Linked DNA regions of Sus scrofa: region 2 is linked to region 1. Evidence: chromatin contacts called from public HiChIP or PLAC-seq data. All regions are on one chromosome and are shown on one strand. The core of a region is the stretch at or near the end of the contact, and the rest is flanking DNA. Distances in the headings are between cores, read along the strand shown.

Region 1 (5,363 bases), core at 866-3,365:
TAACAGCTCTTGCTTGAAGAGTTAAGTTCTAGAAAATCAGAGGGACCCAGTAGACGCTCTCATGATGTAATTAAGTCTGCACGTGGGCTCTGGGACGCTGGGCGGATCGCCCCTCTGTCTGTACTCCGGTCCCTCTGCCAAGTCGGGGGGTCAGGTGCGGTGGAACGGGGTCTCCGCGGAGAGCCGGGCACACTGTCAGCCCTTCTGCCGATGAGCCTCAAGAGCTCAGCAAGGCCTTGGACACACCCCCTTGTCGGCCCTGGTGTTGGCTTCCTGACAGTGGATCTCGGCCGACTGCAGTCACAGGATGCACCCCTCCTGGGTTCTCGGAAAGGTCCTGACATCACGGTGACGTCTACCTCCAGCCTCCCACACGGGGCGGCTCCACGGTCCAGGTCACGGCCTTTGGGGCGTGGAGGCCATCCCCACAGGCCTTCAGAAGGCCTCCTTCTGAGTCAGCCACATTCTCAGCTACACCCGGGTGGGGAGGGGTGGGGAAGAGCCTCCCCCGCCCAGCATTCCTTTATTTACATAGTTATTATTTTTATTATTTTTTCTTTTTAAGGCCAAGCCTGCGGCATATGGAAGTTCCCAGGTTTGGGTTCAAATTGGAGCTGCAGCTGCAGGCCTACACCACAGTCACAGCAATGCTGGGTCCTTAACCCACTGAGCAAGGCCAGGAATTGAACCCGTGTCCTCATGGATACTAGTCAGGTTAGTAACCTACTGATCCACCACAGTAACTCCTTTCTTTTTTTTAAACTGAAGTATGGTTGATCCACAGTGAGTCAGCTTCAGGTACACATCACGGTGATGCAGCCACAGACATACACAGATACGTGCTCTTTTTTAGGTTCTTTTCTATTACCGATTATTACAAAATATTGAGGCTCGCTCGCTGCGCTCTAGAGTAGATCCTTGTTGGTTACTGACTTTATGTGTAATAGCATGTGTATGCTAATCCCAACCTCCTAACTGATCCCTCCGATTTCCTCTTTGGTAACTGTAAGTTTGTTATCTAAGTCTGTAGATCTGTTTCTGTCTTGTAAACCAGTTCATTTGTATCATTTTATTTAAGATTCTACATATGAGCGATATCATATGGTATCTGTCTTTCTCTGACTTAGTTCACTTAGTATGATAATCTCCAAGTCTATCCACGTTGCTGCAAATGCCATTATTGCATTCTTTCTTTGGGGTGAGTAGTATTCCACAGTGTCTGTACATAGTTAGAGCCTTGCAGGCGTGGGAACCGTTCAGGCCGGGTGAGCGGGAGGCAGCCAGTGAGGAGAAAGATCACCACCGTGGCTGCAATGTGACCCGCAAGGGGTCTGGATCTGTTTCTCAGTTAACGAGGAGGTGTGCAAAGATCGTAAGCAGGAGAGCCACAAAGACCGGACTTTGGAGGACAGCAGCAAAGCTAACGGATCCGAGATCCCGTCTGCAGCCGGAGCTGTACGCCTTGTTCACAGATGAGGGGTGGAGGAGGGGAGGAGTCAAGGTCGTCCCCTGGGATTCCGGCTGGAGGAACTGAGGGGAGAAGGTATCACGGTGCGGGGAAGGGGGCGGGAGGGGAGATTCGCATTGCAGGTAAAATCAAGAGTGCCCCTCTGCTTATCCGAAGCGCAGAGCTCCCCTTTCCTCCCTCCCAACCGCAGGTCCTAGCAACTTGCCTTTCTCTCCTTTGCTCGGGGGCGCACCTTCCAGGAGGTGACAGCTACCGGGTTTCGGAGGAAGAGGCCACCTGAGAGCGGTCTGCCCGAGGGCACCTCCCCCGCAGAGGGATCCCAGGCGGCCCCCGGGCAAGGCCAGAGCCACACCCGCCCTCCCGGCCCCGCCCGCGGCCCCCGCCCCCCCTCACCTCCAGGGCCTGGCCCAGCTCCAGGTCGAAGGTGACCACGCACACGCACTCCAGCCAGGCCGAGAAGCGCGCCCAGGGGGCCCCCGGAGCCCGTGCCCCGGAGCACGGCGCGCCGAGGCGGCCGCGAGCCCGGTGGGGCTCGGCGCCGGAGCCAGCATCCATGGCTGCGGCTGCTCCGAACGGCCGCGCGTTGCCGGGGAAACGGCCGCGACGGGGGCGCCTAGCCGCGTCGGGAGAGAGCGGCGGAGCAGTCGAGCGGCGGCTGCGGACCAGAGCGGCCCGGCCGCCGCCTCGCACCCCCTGGCGGCCGGAGGAGCGCCGTGCAGCGGAGCTGCGCCGAGCCCACCAACGAGAAGGGCCCGCGGGGGCCAGAGCGGCCTCGAGGCTGGAGGAGGGAGGTGCGCGGGCGTGCGAGGCTGGCGGGTGGCGGGTCCGGCTGCGGGCGCGGCCTCCGCGGCCGCCGCGGGGACCGGCGGGTGGAGGCTGGCGGGCTCCCGCCCAGGCCGGCTTTCCTGACCGGATTTCGTCGTTACCTTGTTCCCGTTCCCACCAGGCTCACACGCTGTTTCTCGCGATTCCGAGGGTCCCTCGAGTTTTCTGCTAGGGTCGCCTCCTGGTGTGGGGTCCTGCAGAGGGCTGAGGCTTCCTGGGGCGCTGGGGCGTTGGTTTCCGCGGGCCTGGTAGGCCGTGCGTGCGGCCCCTTCCGAGCTCGTCTTGGGTCCAGTGCTCTACCCAGCATTTCTGGGCCCTTTTGTTAGGCCTTGACCGTGGTCCCAGACCTGTCAGTCCAGACACTGCATAGGTAGGACACATACTGCTTTCCTTTTCTTTTTTTAATTTTGAAAAGGGCCCCACTCCAAGACTAGTCAGGCTAGGCTAGGTTGGGGTAACAACCCCCCTAGAGGAAAACATAGGCCAAACACTCTCTGACATCAAGGACAGCAGCATCTTCTCAGATCCACCTCTTAGAATATTGACAATAAAAACAAAAATAAACAAACGGGACCTAATCAAACTGAAAAGTTTCTGCACAGCAAAGGAAACCCTAAACAAAACAAAAAGACAACCCACAGAATGGGAGAACATCTTTGCAAGTGAATCAACTGACAAGGGATTCATCTCCAAAATTCATAAACACCTTCTGCAGCTCCATACCAAAAAAACAAACAACCCCATCAAAAAATGGGCAGACGATCTAAACAGACGGTTCTCCAAAGAAGACATACGGATGGCCAGGAACCACATGAAAAGATGTTCAGCGTCACTCATTAGTAGAGAAATGCACATCAAAACCACTGTGAGGTACCCCCTTACACCAGCCAGAATGGCCATCATCCAAAGGTCTGCAAACAATAAGCGCTGGAGAGGGAGGGGAGAAAAAGGAACCCCGGACACTGTTGGTGGGATTGTAAACTGGTGCAACCACTGTGGAGAGCAGTATGGAGATTCCTCAGAAAACTAAACATAGAACGACCATTGGATCCAGCAATCCCACTCCCGGGCATCTATCCAGAGAAAACCACGACTCGCAAAGACACATGTACTCCAATGTTCATTGCAGCACTGTTTCCAATAGCCAAGACATGGAAACCACCTAAATGTCCATCGACAGAGGAGTGGATCCAGAAGAGGTGGTACATAGACACCATGGAATATGACTCAGCCATTAAAAGGAAAGAAATAATGGCATTTGTGGCAGCATGGATGGACCTAGAAACTATCATGCTAAGTGAAGTCAGTCAGACAATGAGACACCAACATCCAATGCTTTCACTGACATGTGGAATCTGAAAAAAGGACACAATGAACTTCTTTGCAGAACAGATACCGACTCACAGACTTTGAAAAACTTATGGTTTCCAGAGGAGACAGTTTGGGGGGGTAGGAGGATGTGCTGGGGTTGTGGGTTGGACATCCTATAAAATTGGATTGTGATGATCATTGTATAACTATAAATGTGATAAATTCATTGAGTAAAAAAAAAAAAGTTTTCAGCAGCTTTTCCACTGCATGGACTGGTGTGAGAGTCAGGAGGTTCTCCTTGACCAGCTGTACCGACGGCCTCCCGGGTCATGGGCAGTGGAAGAGGCATTGACGGAGGCCAACTAGTTGTGAGTAACCTTGGCCTGCAAGTGACGTACGCCAGCCTGCAGTCCATGGGACAAAACCAGTCAGAGAAGGCAGTGCGACTGAGGAGTCAGAGAAACTGGTAGATGCCACAGTGCTGGCTTTGGAGGAAGGGACTGTGAGCCAAGGAAGGCAGGCAGCGTCCAGGACCTGGGACAGGCGGGGACACAGCCTCTCCCTGGAGCCTCCAGAAGGACCTGTTGTGCAGCTCTGCTGACACATTCCTGGTAGCCCCGTAGACTCATTTCAGACTGCTGCCTTCCGGAACTGTGAGATCACAGTGCATGTTAAGCCACTAAGCTTGTGGCGATTTGTGACAGCAGCCCTAGGAAACTGACATGTATAATATGCAACCTTTTCTGTCTGGTTTCTTGCACTTAGCATAATATTTTTTTCACTTAGCATAGTATTTTTGAAGTTCATCCATGTTGTTGTAGATAGAAGTTTGTTCCTTTTTACAAATAATATTCCATTGTCTGGGTATATGACATTTTCTTTACCCATCCGCAATGGAATTTTTTAAAGAATTCCCAGCTGGGGAGTTCCCATCATGGCTCAGTGGAAATGAATCTGACTAGCATCCATGAGGACTCAGGTTCAATCCCTGGCCTTGCTCAGTGGGTTAAGGATCTGGTGTTGCCATGAGCTGTGGTGTAGGTTGCAGACTCGGCTGGGATCTGGCATTGCTCTGGCTGCAGTGTAGGCCAGCAGCTACAGCTCCGATTGGACCCCTAGCCTGGGAACCTCCATATGCTGTGGGTGTGGCTCTAAAAAGAATTCCCTGTTGTGAGTTTCCTGGTGGTATAGCAGTTAAGGGATTGGGTGTTGTCATTGCGGTGGCATGGGTTCAGTCCCTAGTCCTGGAATTTCCACATGCCAAAGGCACAGCCAAAAAAAAAAAAAAAAAGCTTAATTTTGTTTCGGTTTTTCTTGGCTGCACCTGATGCATGTGGAAGTTCCTGAGCCAGAAATCAAACCCAAGCCACTGCAGTGACAACACCAGATCCGTAAGCTGCTGCACCATAGGATAACTCTGAAAAGAGCTTAATTTTGAAAAGAAAGGAAGGAAAAGAAAGAAAGAACGAGGGAAAAAGGAAGGAAGGAAGTAAAAGAAAGCCTCAGCTGAAGTTAGAATCAGCACAGGTCTGTAGGGAGGTGCTCTCACACCCACCATCCTCAGTTACCAGAAAGAGGAAGAGAGTTGCTTCTGCTTTTTTTTTCTTTTTTTCTTTTTAGGGCCACACCCACGGCATATGGAAGTTCCCAGGCTAGGGGTTTAATCAGTGCCGTAGGTGCCAGCCTCCGCCACAGCCACAGCAACACGGGATCCGAGCCGCGTCTGCAACCTACACCACAGCTCACGGCAACGCCGGAT
Region 2 (5,363 bases), core at 1,117-3,616, 330 kb before region 1:
GGCCAGGCTCCAGCCCCACTGCGCATGAGAGCTGCATCCACCTGCCAGCCGGGCGCCACCCCCCCACCCCGGCCAGTTCTGCGACAGCCTCTCCCAAGGGCCCTTACACGTCCCGCCGGCCCTCCAGCCCCTCCTCTGCGTCTGCCTTCTTCCATCACCGCTGGGTGTGCGTCCCGGACCTCAGGAAAGGCGCCGTCAACAAGGACACGCTGCTGGGTCCTGAGGCTTCTCTGGTCACCACCTAACCCCAGCCGGCAGGAGGGCCCGCAGGCTCACACCTCGGGGCTCCCGCGGAGGCGTGGCCAGGGCTGGGGCCAAGGGCCTCGGGGTTTGGTGGTCAAGCCCCACCCCCAGTCTCCTGGGAACTGGCTGACTGTTCCCCAACCCGTTATCTTTTCCCAGAGTGACAGGTGACAAAAGGAAGCTGCCCACAGTCACCACCCCATACTCTTTTTTTTTTTTTACAGCAGCACCCAAGGGATATGGAAGTTCTGGGGCCAGAGATTGAATCCGAGCCACAGCTGTGACCTACACCACGGCCGTGGCAACACTGGATCCTACAACCCACTGCACCAGGCTGGGATCAAACCTGTGCCTCTGCAGCAACCCAAACCGATGCAGTCAGGTTCTTAACCCGCCGGGCCACAGAAGGAACTCCACCACCCCATTCTCTTAATTTTGGACCCTGTGCAGCCTGGCAGCCCCCTCCCATTTTGCTACAGTGACAGATGTGACCAGACCACCACTGTGCAGAGTGGGCCGGGCCCTTCTAGTCCTGCCCCCACCGTCCCAGACTGGTCAGGCTCCGCCCAGTCTGAGCGGGTTCCTAGAGGGGCGGTTGGTCCTCGGCTGACCCTGGGGGGCGGGTGAAGCCCATGAGCCTTGAGCCATGAGGGGGCTGCGCCTTGACCTGCCTCGACCTTCCCATCACCAGCACCAGGCCCCAGACCAGCCTAGACTCTGCTGCCCGTCTCGTGCCCACATCCCTGTGAGAGGGCTCCCGGTGGAAGACGGGGGACGGTTCCTCCCCCATCCCACTACACGGGCTCCACCAGAGATGTCCCAGCCCAGCCGCCCTTGGTGGGCGACCCCTTCCTGGGCTGCTGGCTCCCTACCCGGGGCCTCCTGACACAGCTCCCACTCACCCACACTCATCCTGTCCCTTCCAGACTAGGGGGCCTGCCCGCCAGGCCCTCCTGCACTGCTGTGCTCCCCAGCCTGTGGAGGCAGGGCCTGTGGGTGGCAGAGCTGGGCAGAGGCAGGCCTGGGGGGCGGGGGTGGGCAGGAGAGCCATGAAGTGGGATGGCTGGGTCAGGGCCTGATGGAGCTGTCACTCTTCCTATATCCCCAGCCGGACTGATGGGCCCTGGGGTGGAGGTAGGTCAGGGACTGTGGGGAGGGGGGACCAGGGAGAGGGGGCACTGGAGCCGGGGACAGGGGCAGGGGGGCGGCCATGGCGATGGATGGTTCTTGGGTTGGGTGGGACCAGCCGTGGGCCTTTGCGGGACAGGCTGCTCTGGAGGCCCCAGGCCCCCTCCCAGCCCAGGGTCCTCAAAGCCCTCACTGTGGCTGGGATCGAGCCAGGGCCCAGCTCGCCAGGCATGTGTGCAATGCGGGACGCCCACCTTTTCAGAGACCCCGTCCTCCCCATCCCTGTGGAGAAAAGTTTCCAAGTGACATCACTAGGCCTGGCCTGGGCAGCAACGAGGGCGGCCTCCCTCCAGCCTGGCCACCCCTGGCCACGCAGCCACCAAACAGCACCATAGCCAGGGTCTTTCTGCGACCACCCGCCTGCGGCCGAGGGGGTGGAGGGGTCTTCCCCAGGGCCGGGCTTCCCGCAGAGAGAGAAGTGGGTCCCTAGGGAATGAAAGGAGGCGGGAGGGACAGGGTATTGGACACGTGCCCCCCTCACCCCTGAAAGCCCAGGGGGCTGGTCCACGGCTGCATGCTCCAGGCCCCAGGCCCCAGGCCTGGAGGGGCGCCCTGGAGCTCAGTGTCCGGGCCCCAGACCTGGGCGCAAACCCGCTGCCCTCGCCAGGGTGGTGATGGCAGGGTACCCCTCGGCAGCTCAGCCCCGCGAGGACCCGAGGGCCCCAGGCCCCCTCCCCTTTCCCCGCGCTGCTCCAGGTTCGGGCCGCGCGCCGCCTTGCCCCCAGCCCTCGCAGCCGGGCGAGGGTTAGCTGCCGCCCGCTTTGTCCGCACAGGGGGTCGAGACGTCGGGGCGGGGAAGGGCTCGGGCCGCGGGCGGGAAGCGGGCAGCGGGCAGCGGGCGGCGGGGCGCGGCCGTGCCGGGAAGGGGGCGGTGCCGGAAGCGCCCGCCCCGCCCCCACCAGGCCCCGCCCCGCCCCGCCCCTTCCCGGAGCCAGGGTCGCGCGGGGAGGATGACGCGGCCGGTAAAGCCCGAGGTTTCGGGACGTAGGCGCGGCGCGTGCGCGGTGGGCCACGACCTTCTTGGAAAGCGCTTGGCGCCAGGTGGCCGCGGGCGGGAGGCTGGCGCCCCTCGAGACGTCATCGCGGGGGGGTTCCCGGAGGAAGCTGGCGGGGCGGAAGCGGGCGGGTGAATGAGCTGCGAAGTCGGCGTGGGCGGCCGGGGCCTTCGCCCCCAACGAGCTCCGGCCTGATGTGCGCGGGGGACCCACACTGGCTCTGCGGGGCGTGAAGGTGCCTCTCCCGGGCGCTGAGGTCGCCTGCCCCGTGCGTCCCGCAGGTCCTCCAGGACCTCAGGCCCCGCCTGGGCGGCGGAGGTTGGGGGGCGCAGGCCCACCGTCCGGATGGGCCTCACGGGATCTCTGGGCTCAGGGAGAGGAAGGGAGAGCCCCCACCGTCACCCAAGAGAAGGCCTGCGGAGGAGCCCTCGCCTCAGGCTGCCCCCCCCCAACCCCGGGCGAGGTCGGGTCTGACCTTTTTACCAGGAGCTGAGTCTTCCTTTGTCCTTTCAGAAACCGGTGGAGGAGAATGAGCCTCAGACAGAGCAGGGGGTGTCCAGCGGCCCCCATGCTCTCCTCGCACCCTGATTGTCCTGCAGGCCAGCCTGGGCAAATCTCCCTCTGGTCGTGGACTAGAAATGAGAGGGTCCAAGAGAGCACTCAGGCGTGGGGGGGGGCCCTCAAGGCCTCGGGACCCTCGAGTACCCATCCGGTGTCACTCAGACACCAGTTATGGTGGCCGAACCAGGCAGCCCCCCTCCATGGCGAGGCCCTCCTGCGAGCCCTGCCCCTCCCACCTCATGCTCCCCATGGCTCCCCATCAGCACATCTCTCCTTAGGGCAGGGGGTGGCTGGCAAATGGCCCTGTGGAGAGCAGGCAGGGGGCCCCGGCCTGACCCCCGTGCCCGCCGCCGCAGGTGAACTGCACCCTAGCTCAGCTGCTGACTAGATAACAGTGGCCCTTGTCCACCGCAGCGGGAGAGGCTGGGGTGCCAGCCCCGGGTGTCTCCGGCAGAGAATGGCACCCACCCCCACCCCACCCGCAGGCATATTGTCCATTCACCCTCCACCCCCACTATTAATAGCTCCTCTGGGCAGAGGAGCCGCTATAAATAGCCCCCCAGCCCCCCACACAGGCCCATTTGGGGCTCTGCCTCAGGGCACACACAGTCACCCACACACCCTGCACACTGGCCCACTCAGCCGCATGCCCGGGCGCTGGGCCCACTCCTGGCCGGCTCCACGGCCAGGCGCACAGAGGGCTGCTCGGACCGTCCAGCTGTTCTCAACTTGGGCTGTTGCCACACCCCACGGGGCCCCCCGCAGCAGGGCTGGCAGGGATGTTGTTTCCCTCCCCGAGGCCAATCGGCCAAGGGGCCTGCTGCAGGCATTCTGGCCCTTCCCTCCTGCAGGGCCTGGCACCCCTGGTCCACTCCTGTGGCCTGGGCTCAGGAGCTCTGGGCCAGCAGAGGCCCTCTCTGCTCCTCTGGGGAGCAGGCAGCTCCTCCAGCCAGCCTGGAGGGACAGCCGCCCGGAGGCAGGTCCGCCTCCCAGGAGGCCCAGCCCTGGGTGGTCTCAGCCCTGCCTCCCCGTGCAGCCCTGAGGGTCACAGGGCCTGCCAAACCCAAGGGGGCACAGGCTTGGCAGCCCCCACGCACCCTGGCTCTCTGGCTCTCGTGGACCCCAAGGCTGGTCAGGCCGCCCACCTGTCCATGGGGTGGGCACCACTGAATTCATGGCCCCTGCTTGTCCTGGGGCCTCCTCAAAGGCGGCCAGGCCATCGCCCCATTCCCACAGTGGCAGGGTGGCCTCTGGCCCCTACAGGATCCTGCTGTGCCCATGGCCGGGCTGGGGGGCTTGGAGACCGCTGTTATTGTGCCAAGAAGAGAAAAAAAACAACCCTGTTTACGGAAAAGGCGCGTCCGCCGCTGTTGGCTGGCGGCCTCCCCGGGGGACAGAGGCCCTTTGTTGGGAAAACAGGAAGCCAGGACTTCCAGGACCCGTCGGGCCACCCGCCGGCCACCCGCCCGGCTTCCGCCAATTCTCAGCAGCTTTTGCCCGTCGCCAGCTGCCTGTCTGTCCATCTCCTCGTCTGTAGGTTCCTCTGAGCTGGAGGCCCTGGCTTTCAGCTTTGGGGCAAAGCTGCTGTCGCTTCAGGGGGTCACCTGGAGGCTGCTCTGTCCCCCACGGTGTGCCCCGTCACACAGGGACTGGCCCCCGAGAAGCACCCCTGGCTGCCTGGCTTCAGGCAGAGCTGGGAGCACAGCAGGCCCCGCCAGGCCCTCTGTAGCCACGGGCCCCGCGGAAGCCTCAGCGATCAGCCATGGGCACGTGTGGGGCTGTCAGCTCAGGGGCACCCCCCCCCCCGAGGGTAGCCTCCGCCCTAAGACCCCAGGGGCACAGAGAAGGGTGGGGAGGATGTGGGAAAGGCCCCGAAGGGCCCGGGGGGGTCTTGGGGTCAGTGGTCACTATGTCGCTGTCTCCCAGGCCGACGTGCAGCCTCTGGTTCACATGCTGCTCGCTCGCTGGACAGCTCCACTGCAGGGACGTGTGCACAGGCGAGTGCTCACACGCACATACGTGCACATGCAGGCACACACATCCACACGCGTGTTCCCACCTGCTCGTGTTTGCACAGGCATGGACCAGTGGGCCCTGATCAGCAGCACGGCCACCGTGTCCCCGCCCCTCCCCCAGCTCCTGGCCACATCTGCTGGAGGAGAGCGGAGGCGCAGCTGGCTCACCCCAACCCACCCCGGGCGGCCGAGCTGGGCCCTGGGAGTCGTCCTGCCGGGTGCAGCTGTGAAGTGCCACAGGGTGCCTGGCGCTGGGCGGGAGCTGGGCCAGCACTGCGGCAGGGTGACCGGTCCCCAACCCCGACCCAGCGTGAAAGCACCCCTCCCCGGCCCAGGGCTTCTCTGCCTGGTCCCTGGCCTG

The links. HiChIP or PLAC-seq counts read pairs in DNA pulled down with a chosen protein or histone mark.
Region 2: an H3K27ac HiChIP or PLAC-seq map of alveolar macrophages shows a contact between it and region 1. The contact joins the enhancer-like site here to the promoter of DENND6B in region 1. A contact is called at or near these places in 2 of 5 promoter capture datasets (fetal skeletal muscle and liver), 8 of 47 Hi-C or Micro-C datasets (alveolar macrophages, blood, embryonic fibroblasts and 5 more) and 2 of 2 datasets of contacts at active chromatin or transcription factors (alveolar macrophages and skeletal muscle).

Annotation. Positions count from the first base shown.
Region 1 is chr5:373,308-378,670 of Sscrofa11.1, reverse strand. It overlaps DENND6B (protein DENND6B), which reads right to left and starts at 2,115. Exons shown (of 20, transcript XM_021091320.1): 1 at 1,862-2,115. The coding sequence starts at 2,023.
Region 2 is chr5:699,519-704,881 of Sscrofa11.1, reverse strand. No RefSeq gene overlaps it. Among named protein-coding and RNA genes, the nearest start is that of CRELD2, 15 kb to the left of the region's middle. Within about 2 kb of position 2,366, at least 57 of the 83 cell types and tissues checked have an H3K27ac peak or open chromatin away from gene starts, as enhancers often do. A contact at or near this core is called in alveolar macrophages, fetal skeletal muscle, liver and 4 more, where this site is marked.